Regions from separate parts of the Danio rerio genome. Here region 2 is linked to region 1. The links are chromatin contacts, called in public Micro-C maps. All regions are on one chromosome and are shown on one strand. The core of a region is the stretch at or near the end of the contact, and the rest is flanking DNA. Distances in the headings are between cores, read along the strand shown. Region 1 holds the start of nopchap1 (NOP protein chaperone 1). Region 2 holds the start of ipo8 (importin 8).

Region 1 (5,034 bases), core at 910-3,409:
TTGTAAGATTTAAGAGTTTAAAAAGTGTCTGTCATACATTTTTACAAGAATTTAAATAATAAACCAACAAGAAGTTAAATATTTGATGAGATATTCAAAATACTAATCATATTACTTATACTAAATCATAACTATAGTTATTAATTTACTATAGTTTTAAATTTAGCCACATCCTTCAAAACTTTAAAAAATTTCTTTTGACAAAACTGTATTGTCAAAAAAAAAAAAACATTGATCATTTTAAATCTACACATCGATATGTCGTATGATATTTTTTTCCTTTTATATAAGTGAATAAATGAGTATAAATTTAATATATGCTTTCTATGTATTGATGATCACTTTTGGAAATGTAATAATTGTGATGGGGGACACGTGGCTCAGCACTGTCACCTCACAGCAAGTAGGTCGCTGGTTCGAGCCCTGGCTGGGTCAGTTGGCATTTCTGTGTGGAGTTTGCATGTTCTCCCCGTGTTCCTCCTGTTTCCCCCACAGTCCAAAGGCATGCGCTATAGGTAAACTGAATAAACTAAATTGGATGTAGTGTATGAGTGTGAATGCAAGAGTGTTTGGGTGTTTCCCAGTGCTGGGTTGCAGCTGGAAGGGCATCTGCTGTGAAAAACATATACTGGATAAGTTGGTGGTTCATTCTGCAGTGGCAAACCCTGATAAATAAAGGGACCAAGCCGAAGGAAAATGAATGAATAAGTTGATGTGGACACCAAAAGTCTTTGAGTTACATGCATAATCTCATTATACTGGTTATGCATTAAATATAGCATTAGAAATGTCATAAATAACTGCAAATACATATATATGTTGAATATGTGTGTGTCTGTGTGTATATACACATACACCCACACACACACATATATATGTGTGTGTGTGTTTATGTATATATACAAACACACAAGTTGTATATATACAAAGAGAGAGAGAGAGAGAGAGAGAGAGAGAGAGAGAGAGAGAGAGAGAGAGAGAGAGAGAGTTGATGACATGAATGTACTTACCATTACTTCTGGAAACTCTTTCCGTTTTCAGGGAAGCACCTTTAGAGTTCAATAACAGTTTCTCGTGGATTCCTGGAGATGGCAGTTTATAATTTATTTTAAATGACATTATACAATGCAAAAATTATAAAAGTTAAAAAATAATTAATCTGAAATATAGCTTGAATGTGAAATAAAAGGCATTCTTTGACACAATGACTGAATTAAGGTAAAGTTGGTTTTATGTTCACACATTCTGCCTTTCTCCTTAATATCATTTCAGAGAAGTATTATTTGTCAATTCTAAATAGTGAAATCATACCAGCAGCCGATGACTATCAACATACAACATTGTTCACAGTCAATTTCAATAGTGCTAATGTTGTTTTGAAGTCATTCTCACATGTGATTTCAGACCAAATATTCAAAGTATAAATATAGGGAGCAGATCACAAGTTGTCACTGAAGAATGTGCCAATTAACCACAATAATGACTGAAAATGATTGTTCACTGAACGTTCATGATGCTGTTGTTCAGCATGAATACCTTGAGGAGTTAAAGATATGAAATATCATCCGGTATTTTAGGCTCTGTATTAGCTAAAAGCCAAAATGTATATCTTTTGAGTCCAAAATCATATTTGGCTATGATGCAAATAAGTAAATAAAAAGAATCACATGTAAAATATATAGATTAATGTCAATTAAATAAACAATTCACTTATATTTTTACAATCTGAATAGATTTTATGTATATATTTATATCGATTTCCACAACGAATACACTTGAGTTCATATCAGGACTATGTTAGGTTTAATTCCTGCACATCTGAATAAGTTAGACAATCTTACATTTTACTTTAACAGTTAACAATTACAATTAGACACGTGAAAATATACAAATCGCTTATTAATAATAACATACCAAACGCAAAAGCAAATCCATACAAGACAGTAAACGAATTTATCTTCATTTGTAACGTTAAACTAGCTAACTTAGCGTAAAATCATGTCTTTTTTCTTTAAAGAATGTCTCACCTTTTCCATTGCCACAAGTCAGCAAGTCCTTAGAAGAGGTTGCTTTTTTGGTACAGTTTTGTGTTTGAGCCATGTTTATTCCCTCACATGCACAAACTTTCTAGTATCCCCATGTGTTTACAACATAATAACTTCCGTGTTGAAGGGTCGAGCTTCCTCTAGCGCCCTCTGGAGTTTTGGGTGTACGTGCCTTATAATCATAATAGTCATTAAAATAACAGATAAAACACCCTAAAACACTTTACTGTATTGTATTAATTCTAGCTAAAATTACAATTGCTCAACTGTAGTATCTTAAATGCCTAAATTATTAAACGTATGGCTGTATTATAAAAAGGTATGGCTGTATTTGCATGGACATGACTTGTTTTTCTTGTTACTATTTTGACAATTTGACCTAATTACACAGGATGACCTCACTGGTATTCACCTCGTCGTACTTGTTTGACAACGTGCCCTTCTTTCTAAGAGATGAACATAATTATAAATATTTAAATGTATTGTATTTAAAAAAACAAAAGAGTTTTGCCATGTAATAAATAGTTTTTAATAAAAATTGGTCAATTATTGTCCAATATTGTAGATCTAAAACCTCCCATTATTTGACATTATTTATAAGACTTTTCTTTTTTTAATTTAAAAACTTTTATTTTGAAGTGCACGCTCGCTCCCGCGGCTGTCGCAGTGCACGGCATTGATGACGTGCAGCCGCTGTCACAGAGCTCCAGTCCGACGTTTAGGGAAGAAGCAAAAACTCGCTTCGACGGAGCGGAAAATACCACGGTAAATATATTCAGCTGTAATCTTTACACCATTCGAAGAGTTTAATAACGTCTAACACACGTTAAATAAAGCGCTGGTTTAATTTGACAGGCTTTGAAGTTCATTTGATGAATTGTTAATGTTGACTCTCAGTCAGCTGGAGAATATTTAGGATGCTTTGAGATGATTCCAACACACAAGTCAACTACGCACAGGTGTAGTAGACCTATAATTAAGTAGGTTTTGGTAACCATAAGGCATATAACCTTCACAAAGCTGGTTTGTTCTTATAGTTTGTCAAACTGAAAATACAGTCCGTCCTCTTCCTGCCTCTGCATCACATACATAATACATTAAAATATCTCAAGTCCTATAAAATGTATAGGTTTAGTTTTTGAAATGTATTGGTTAAGTTTTTTTTCTGATAACAATATCGTATGTGTTTGTGTATCTTCGTTCTGGTTTCTGAAAGCTTATATTGTTCCATTGACTTTGTTTACAAACATTTGCATGTGATTCAGTATGTGTTGTTTATTGATGTGACTGTTTGATAATATTAGGAAACACTGCTTCATCTTGTTATAGATTATTTATTTATTATTTGTAATGTAACATTTCTAGTAGTGATATATTTATTTTTAGCATTGTCACTTTATTAAATTGCAATCTTAAAGGAATAGTTTTTACTTAAAAAATAATATAAATGTTAAAGTGTTTCAAATTGTTTTTATTTGTCGAGATATTTTTTTTAGCATTTTAACTTTATTAAATTGTAATCCTAAAGCTTAAGTTTGTTACTTATAACTTCACAATTATCATGCAATGCCCCCCAAATACACATGAAAATATTACTGACATTATTCCGAAACTTAAGTTTGTTGCTCAAAATAATTGATGTCAGTAAGTTTAAGATGGTTTACTAAACATTATAACCTCTTTCTAACAGATGCATTCATAAAATTCCTGTTTTGATTTGGCTGTGCTCTTTTTTGCTTAAGTTTCTTTTATTATTTGTGTTTGATTTATTTGTTTTTCAGCATTCATTTTATTAAATTGTAAACTTAAAGTTACAGTTTTTTTACTTAAAAAATATACAAATGTTCTTCAAATTTACTTTATTTTTCCACATATTTTATTTGTAACTTTGCAATTATCCTGCATTTTCCTGCCAAATACTCATATACAATTATTACCTACATTGTTCAGAAACTTAAACCCAGGTTTGTTGCACAAAAGAATTGACGTCAGTAAGTTTTATATTGTGTACTGAACATTATAACTTCACTCTAACAGATTAATTCATAAACATTCCTGTGTTGATTTGGCTGTGCTCTGTTTTGCTTTAGTTTCTTTTATCGTTTATATATGATTTATTTTATTTTTTAGCATTTTCACTTTACTAAATTGTAATCTTAAAGTTAATTTTTTTACTTAAAATATAATCTAAATGTTCTTCAAATTTACTTTATTTTTCCAGATATTTAAATTGTAACTCCACAATTACCTTGCACCCCCCCCCCCCATCCGTATATAAAAAATCTTAAAGTTAAAGTTTTTTACTTATTTTTTTTTTTAAGTTTTCCAAATTGTCTTTATTTCTTCAAATAACTCCACATTTATCCTTTGTCCCCCACCCCCCAAATACACCTATAATATAATTACTGACATTATTCAGAAACTTAGTTCCAGGTATTTTGCACAAAAGACTTGATGTCAGTAAGTTTTAGATTGTGTACTAAACATTATAAGCGCTGTTTCAGCATCTAGATAAAATTGCTTTTGCTGACAGACTAAAAAAAAACAAAAAAACATGATATTGTGCCCTTGACTATGCTTGCCAGTGCTGTTGATAAACTGTCTGTGCTTTTCTTCATCAGGTCACTGTGATAATATTATGGATGCCACCTTCTGGTTCTGCTGATCTGCTACTTTTCTCAAAGTCGAGAGGGCCATGAGCCCAGCCAAGTCTAATCTTCAGCATGAGCCTCCGAACGATAGGGGGTGCTGTCCTCAGCTCCCTGGGCCCTAGTCTGGCTGCTCAGGCCGGAGGAGCCTGGAGCTCCGTTTCTTTCAGACCCATACCCTGCATGCTTCAGACCATGGTTCCTTCTGGTTACACTGCTCTGCAGGAGGAACGGCTGGCCATGGTGGATCTTGGGACACCCAAGCCAGAGTCCCATAAGAATGGCTTCCACCGAGAGTCCCGGAGACATTCAGACCGTGGTAGCAGGACCTCCATCAGCCT
Region 2 (5,034 bases), core at 1,095-3,594, 310 kb after region 1:
ATATAACATAATATATAATATAATGGATATATAATGAGCGCCAACGACTTTAAAAATCACTAATTATGTGTAGATACTTACAGGTGAGTCGCGTGACATTCTTCATGCTTGACAGCACAGCGCGTCGTTTGTTATTAACGTTATTGATGGGCTGAAATATATGCTGTCGAGTGACAGAGTCTGTAACTGAGCTGTCATCTGCAGCAACTGTACTTTAATAGCTTTTAAACGTATATACATAGTTGTGTCGAGGCGGCTGTCATCAGTGTCATGTTGTTGATATTGATTAGGCTCTAAAGGTGTCACTGTCACGCTGAACGTCAACGCCGCTGACGCCCCCTGGTGGAGTGGAAGGGAGTCAGTGTCAGTATGAAAACAACACACTAGTAGTGTGTCGATGGAGACAGGATACATTTTTAGTTTTATATATTTTAAATTACGTCTGTGATCTTCTTTAAATGGTCTCGAGCAGCAGATAAGCATGGAATCTAATGGACGATCAGCTTCCCAACTTAAGGGGTAAGAAAAAATATGTCCAATGTGTTGAACTGTAACATTAGTATACATAAATCACATGGTCGAAATGTAAACACTGATTGAAGAGACAAGAGGTCTTGCAGTACTATTTTACTATTTGTTTATGCTTTAAATACATATTTTGACTCAAAATTATCTTTATTATTTCAGTTCAAAATCAATCATTTAATTCATGTTGTTATGATATTTGCAGGCTCGTAAAGCCTATTTGAAAAACGACTAGTTTTCCAGCTCCTCCTTGTGGACATGAACTATGAGGGAGAAGACTACTGACTTAGATTGCATTGGGGAAATGGTGCATTACTGATGATTTTTCTGTTTCCATCAAGTTTATCTGTCAGTGCCTTAAGTTTCTCTTAAGAAGGAGAGAATTTAAATTATTAAAATGTTCATTTATTTATTTATTTATTTATTTTTATTTATTTATTTATTTATTTATTTATTTATATTATTTTTTAATTTATTTGTTGAATATTTATTTATTAGTTTATTTATTTATTATTATTTACTTATTTTATTTATTATTTATTAATTAATTAATTTATGTATTTATTTATTTATATTTATTTATTTATTTATTTTTATTATTTTTTAAATTATTTGTTGAATATTTATTTTATTTATTATTTATTAATTAATTAATTTATTTATTTATTCATTGTTTGTTTATTATTATTTATTTTATTTATTATTTATTAATTAATTTATTTATTTATTTATTCATTCATTCATTATTATTTTGTTATTATTTATTTATTAGTTTATTTATTTATTTATTTATTATTATTTATTTTATTTATTATTTATTATTATTTAATGTATTTATTCATTTATTTATTTATTATTATATATTTATTTTATTTTTATTTTTTTATCTGTCAGTGCCTTACGTTTGCAGTTCAAAACAATAACCTGAAGGGTGACACCATGGCTGAAATATTACTTTTAGACAGGTATGTTTTAAAACTATTTTAGCCATGCAAAGCTGATGTAGACTGTGTTCTTGTTTATGAATGGGGGTATATGCATGGAAGTGTTGTTCAGCCACTAAAAAGTCCAATTGGCAATGGAATACCTTTTACAGCATTAATAATATAGTCGGTTAAATAGACCTGAGCATTCGTTTAGATGTTCAAGTGTAAAAAGACATGAAAACAATTGATGTACGAGGATCAGCCAGCACAATTGAAAATGAAAAGTCACTTGTGGGCTTGTTAACATAAGTGTAATGTAAAAAGATAACGGGTTATTTCAGTTTTTGGCACTGCTTTTTCACTAATCTAATTTTTATTTAGTTTAATAACAAAACATAAGTAAATGTGCTTTTCCACTAACCAGCTTTACTGAGGTGAAGTTTGATTTTTATTCACGCATTTGTTCATTTTTTAACAGTAACCGTGACAGTTTTGGGGAAATATAATCCTGCACCCGCTGAAAATAAAAGTCTTTGTGCATATACCCTATAATATAGAAGTGTATGAAATAAAATGATTTAAGTAAATTTCTTACATTCTACTTTTTTCTAAAAGTAATATTTCAATTGATTGTACCATACTTCTTTCAGTTTTGTATTTGTTGTAATGTACTGTTATTATTGCAATAAAAATAAATAAATAAATTAGCTAAGGACAGTTCTTTATATTGATATATTTAAGAACTATATTGTGTATGAGGTCCCTTTAATTTTTTGTCACGCCAGCCTCTGCTGCAAACGCTCCGCTTTGGCTTTGTTCTTTTGCGACGCTGACAGTCGCTTGACGGCAGACTGGGGCAGGGCTCCCTGTAAGATCTGAGGCATCAGATCGTCCGCGCATCTGTCCGATAGTCCAAAGTTTATTGAAATTCATCCACCTCTTCGGCCCTCATGGATCCCAATCGAATCATACAGGCTCTGAAGGGCACCATAGACCCCAATCTCAGGCTCGCGGCTGAGAATGAACTCAACCAGGTCAGTTTTCCGTCTGGAGAAGTTTGTTGTTTCTTTGGGGAACAGAAGCGCTAAAAGATGCCTTCAGTGTTTGTGGCCTGATTTTTAATTTATAAAGCTGAATAATAGTCTGCTTTCGTCCCTATTAACGCTTTGTTTACTGTTAAGGGTGCCCACTAGTTGCAGTGAATCAACGGCATCATTGTTCAACAGCAGAATGAGATGCCGACTATTGATCCTTGTGGACTAAATTATGAATATAGTCGCTTTACATGAATAAAATGACTTAATTTAGGTTATATCCAAAATTTAAGTGTCTCAGTCTTCATTTATAGTTTTCCTGTTAGTCAATTTGGGGATGTGATGTTATAATGTGACATGGTTGTTCATTGTGTCCTGATTCTCCTGCATGTAAATCATTATTTCTGCAGCTTCCACTGATGCAATTCTGTGCAATTCCTACTCTGCAGAGGCATTGTTGAAGGCAGTTCTGTTTTAGAAGAGCTTGTGTGTTAGAGAGTGGATGTGCTTGTTGTTTACATCAGGGGAGCCCAAAGTTTTTCATATGAAGGGCCAAAAACCAAATATCATTGACATATGCCGGAATAGTTGGTAGTTCATTCTGCTGATGAATAAGGGACTAAGCCAAAGGAAAATGAATGAAATCAATGCTGAAACAATTATTTTTTTTCACAGAATTGTGATGAATATTGATATTAAATCTCATTTGCCAGATTATAACCTGAAATTTTTTGGGTTAGTCAAAGTTGTGTAAAAAATTCACAAAAATGTTACCTCAAAATGTAGTTTTCATTGTCAGATTTGATCTCAGTGCTGACATTCTTGAAGTGACAATTTTTCAAGTTCATCACTGGGAAAGTTGAGATGAGATCATTTTTTAATTCGATTACGTAAATACATACATACAAAAATTACAAATGAGGGAAAAAAAGTTTGAATTGTGAGATCAATGGTGCAATAAAATTTTTGAATTATATATTTATTTATTTTGCTTTTTTTAAATAATAACAATACAGAACATCGAAACTAAGCAGCAAACAACTGAAATAAAGCACACACGCACACGGCATGTAAAAATGAATAGATAAAATAAAAATAAATAAATAAAAAGGGAGGAGATACAGGATTAATTAATGAAGATAAACTTTTAGTTTTTTAGTCAAATCAAATCATGTGGTACTGTTTTAAAATAATAAAAAAATGGATTCCAAATTTTTTTAATAGTTCATCTTTTCCTCTGAAAGAATATGTGATTTTCTCCAATGGTATACAGTTGCAAACTTCTAAGATCCACAGTCTATTTGACATCAGTGTCTGTTTTCCGCAATTGCATTTTTATTTTGGCAGAAATTAACTTTATTAGTTCATTGCATTACATTTCTGACATCTAATAAGTTCTTAGTCATACTTATTATAAAGAAAAAATAATATCCTGTGCTTTCTTTGTGCTATTTTGGCTTATCTGAATTGAATGATTGGCTTTTGGTGAATTGAACCATCATAGATCAACAATATTTTAATAATTTTGGTGCCACGTTGCATTGGTATTTGAGAAAACATGTATATAAAGAGAAATCCCTGAGCTTTGTAGATTGATTTTGCTTATAAAAATAAAAACTATTATTCTCTTGTAAAAAAAAAAATGTCTCTTTTTTTTTCAGTCCTACAAGATCATCAACTTCGCCCCAACTCTTCTACAGATCATAGTGTCGGAGCAGGTGGAGTTTCCCGTGCGACAGGCAGGTAAGAACCTCTCTTTTCCTACAGCCAGTCACAATCCCCTTCCCAATTGAATCGTTCAGGGTCGAGATCTTCCCCTTTACCAATGGTCAATTTTGATTGGATGAAATAACCAATGACGTCACATTCATCCTCCAGCTGCCATCTACCTGAAGAACATGGTGAGTCAGTACTGGCAGGACCGGGAGCCTACACTGGGAGAGGTGGTGTTTCCCTTCAACATCCATGAAAATGACCGCGGACAGATCCGAGAAAACATGGTGGAGGCCATTATTCGTTGCCCTGAGTCCATAAGGCAAGTCACAATGTTTTCATTTCATAATGACAGTCGTTAGAACCTAAAAATTAACTCTCTTTTTTTGTTGTTGTTGTTTGGCAGGGCTCAGTTAACAGTATGCTTGCGGGCCATAATAAAGCATGATTTTCCTGGCCGGTGGACGGGTGTAGTGGACAAGATTAACCTGTATCTGCAGTCGCAGAACAGTGGCAGCTGGTACGGCAGTCTGCTCGCACTTTACCAGCTCGTCAAAAACTATGAGTGAGTGAAACACGACACTTTTGACTCTCTTGAGGATTTGTTGTTGTAAAAGTTCCCGTGATTGTTATGAAGGTGTCCTAAAATACATTTGCATCCATCCAAGGTTAAAAACACATAAGCTGCGTCCCAAATGGCACACTATGCACTCATGCACTATGTACTTATGCACTTACACACTCAACAGGATAGTATATGTATGTAGTATCGTCCCAAATGGCACACTAATGTTTTTTTACTAAGCGGAAATTCAAACCGTCTCCCTAATGATGTT

The links. A called contact is a pair of places that touch in the nucleus more often than the background predicts.
Region 2: a Micro-C map of caudal fin shows a contact between it and region 1, with 3 times the contacts expected there. The contact joins the promoter of ipo8 here to the promoter of nopchap1 in region 1. A contact is called at or near these places in 1 of 18 Hi-C or Micro-C datasets (caudal fin) and 1 of 4 datasets of contacts at active chromatin or transcription factors (embryo).

Annotation. Positions count from the first base shown.
Region 1 is chr4:9,612,798-9,617,831 of GRCz12tu, forward strand. It overlaps nopchap1 (NOP protein chaperone 1), which reads right to left and starts at 2,160. Exons shown (of 4, transcript NM_001201412.1): 1 at 2,028-2,160; 2 at 1,011-1,082. The coding sequence starts at 2,100. It overlaps slc41a2b (solute carrier family 41 member 2b), which reads left to right and starts at 2,754. Exons shown (of 17, transcript XR_012401816.1): 1 at 2,754-2,810; 2 at 4,667-5,034.
Region 2 is chr4:9,922,436-9,927,469 of GRCz12tu, forward strand. It overlaps ipo8 (importin 8), which reads left to right and starts at 2,345. Exons shown (of 25, transcript NM_001044334.2): 1 at 2,345-2,485; 2 at 4,147-4,228; 3 at 4,364-4,520; 4 at 4,605-4,763. The coding sequence starts at 2,402. It also overlaps a transcript of kics2 not described here.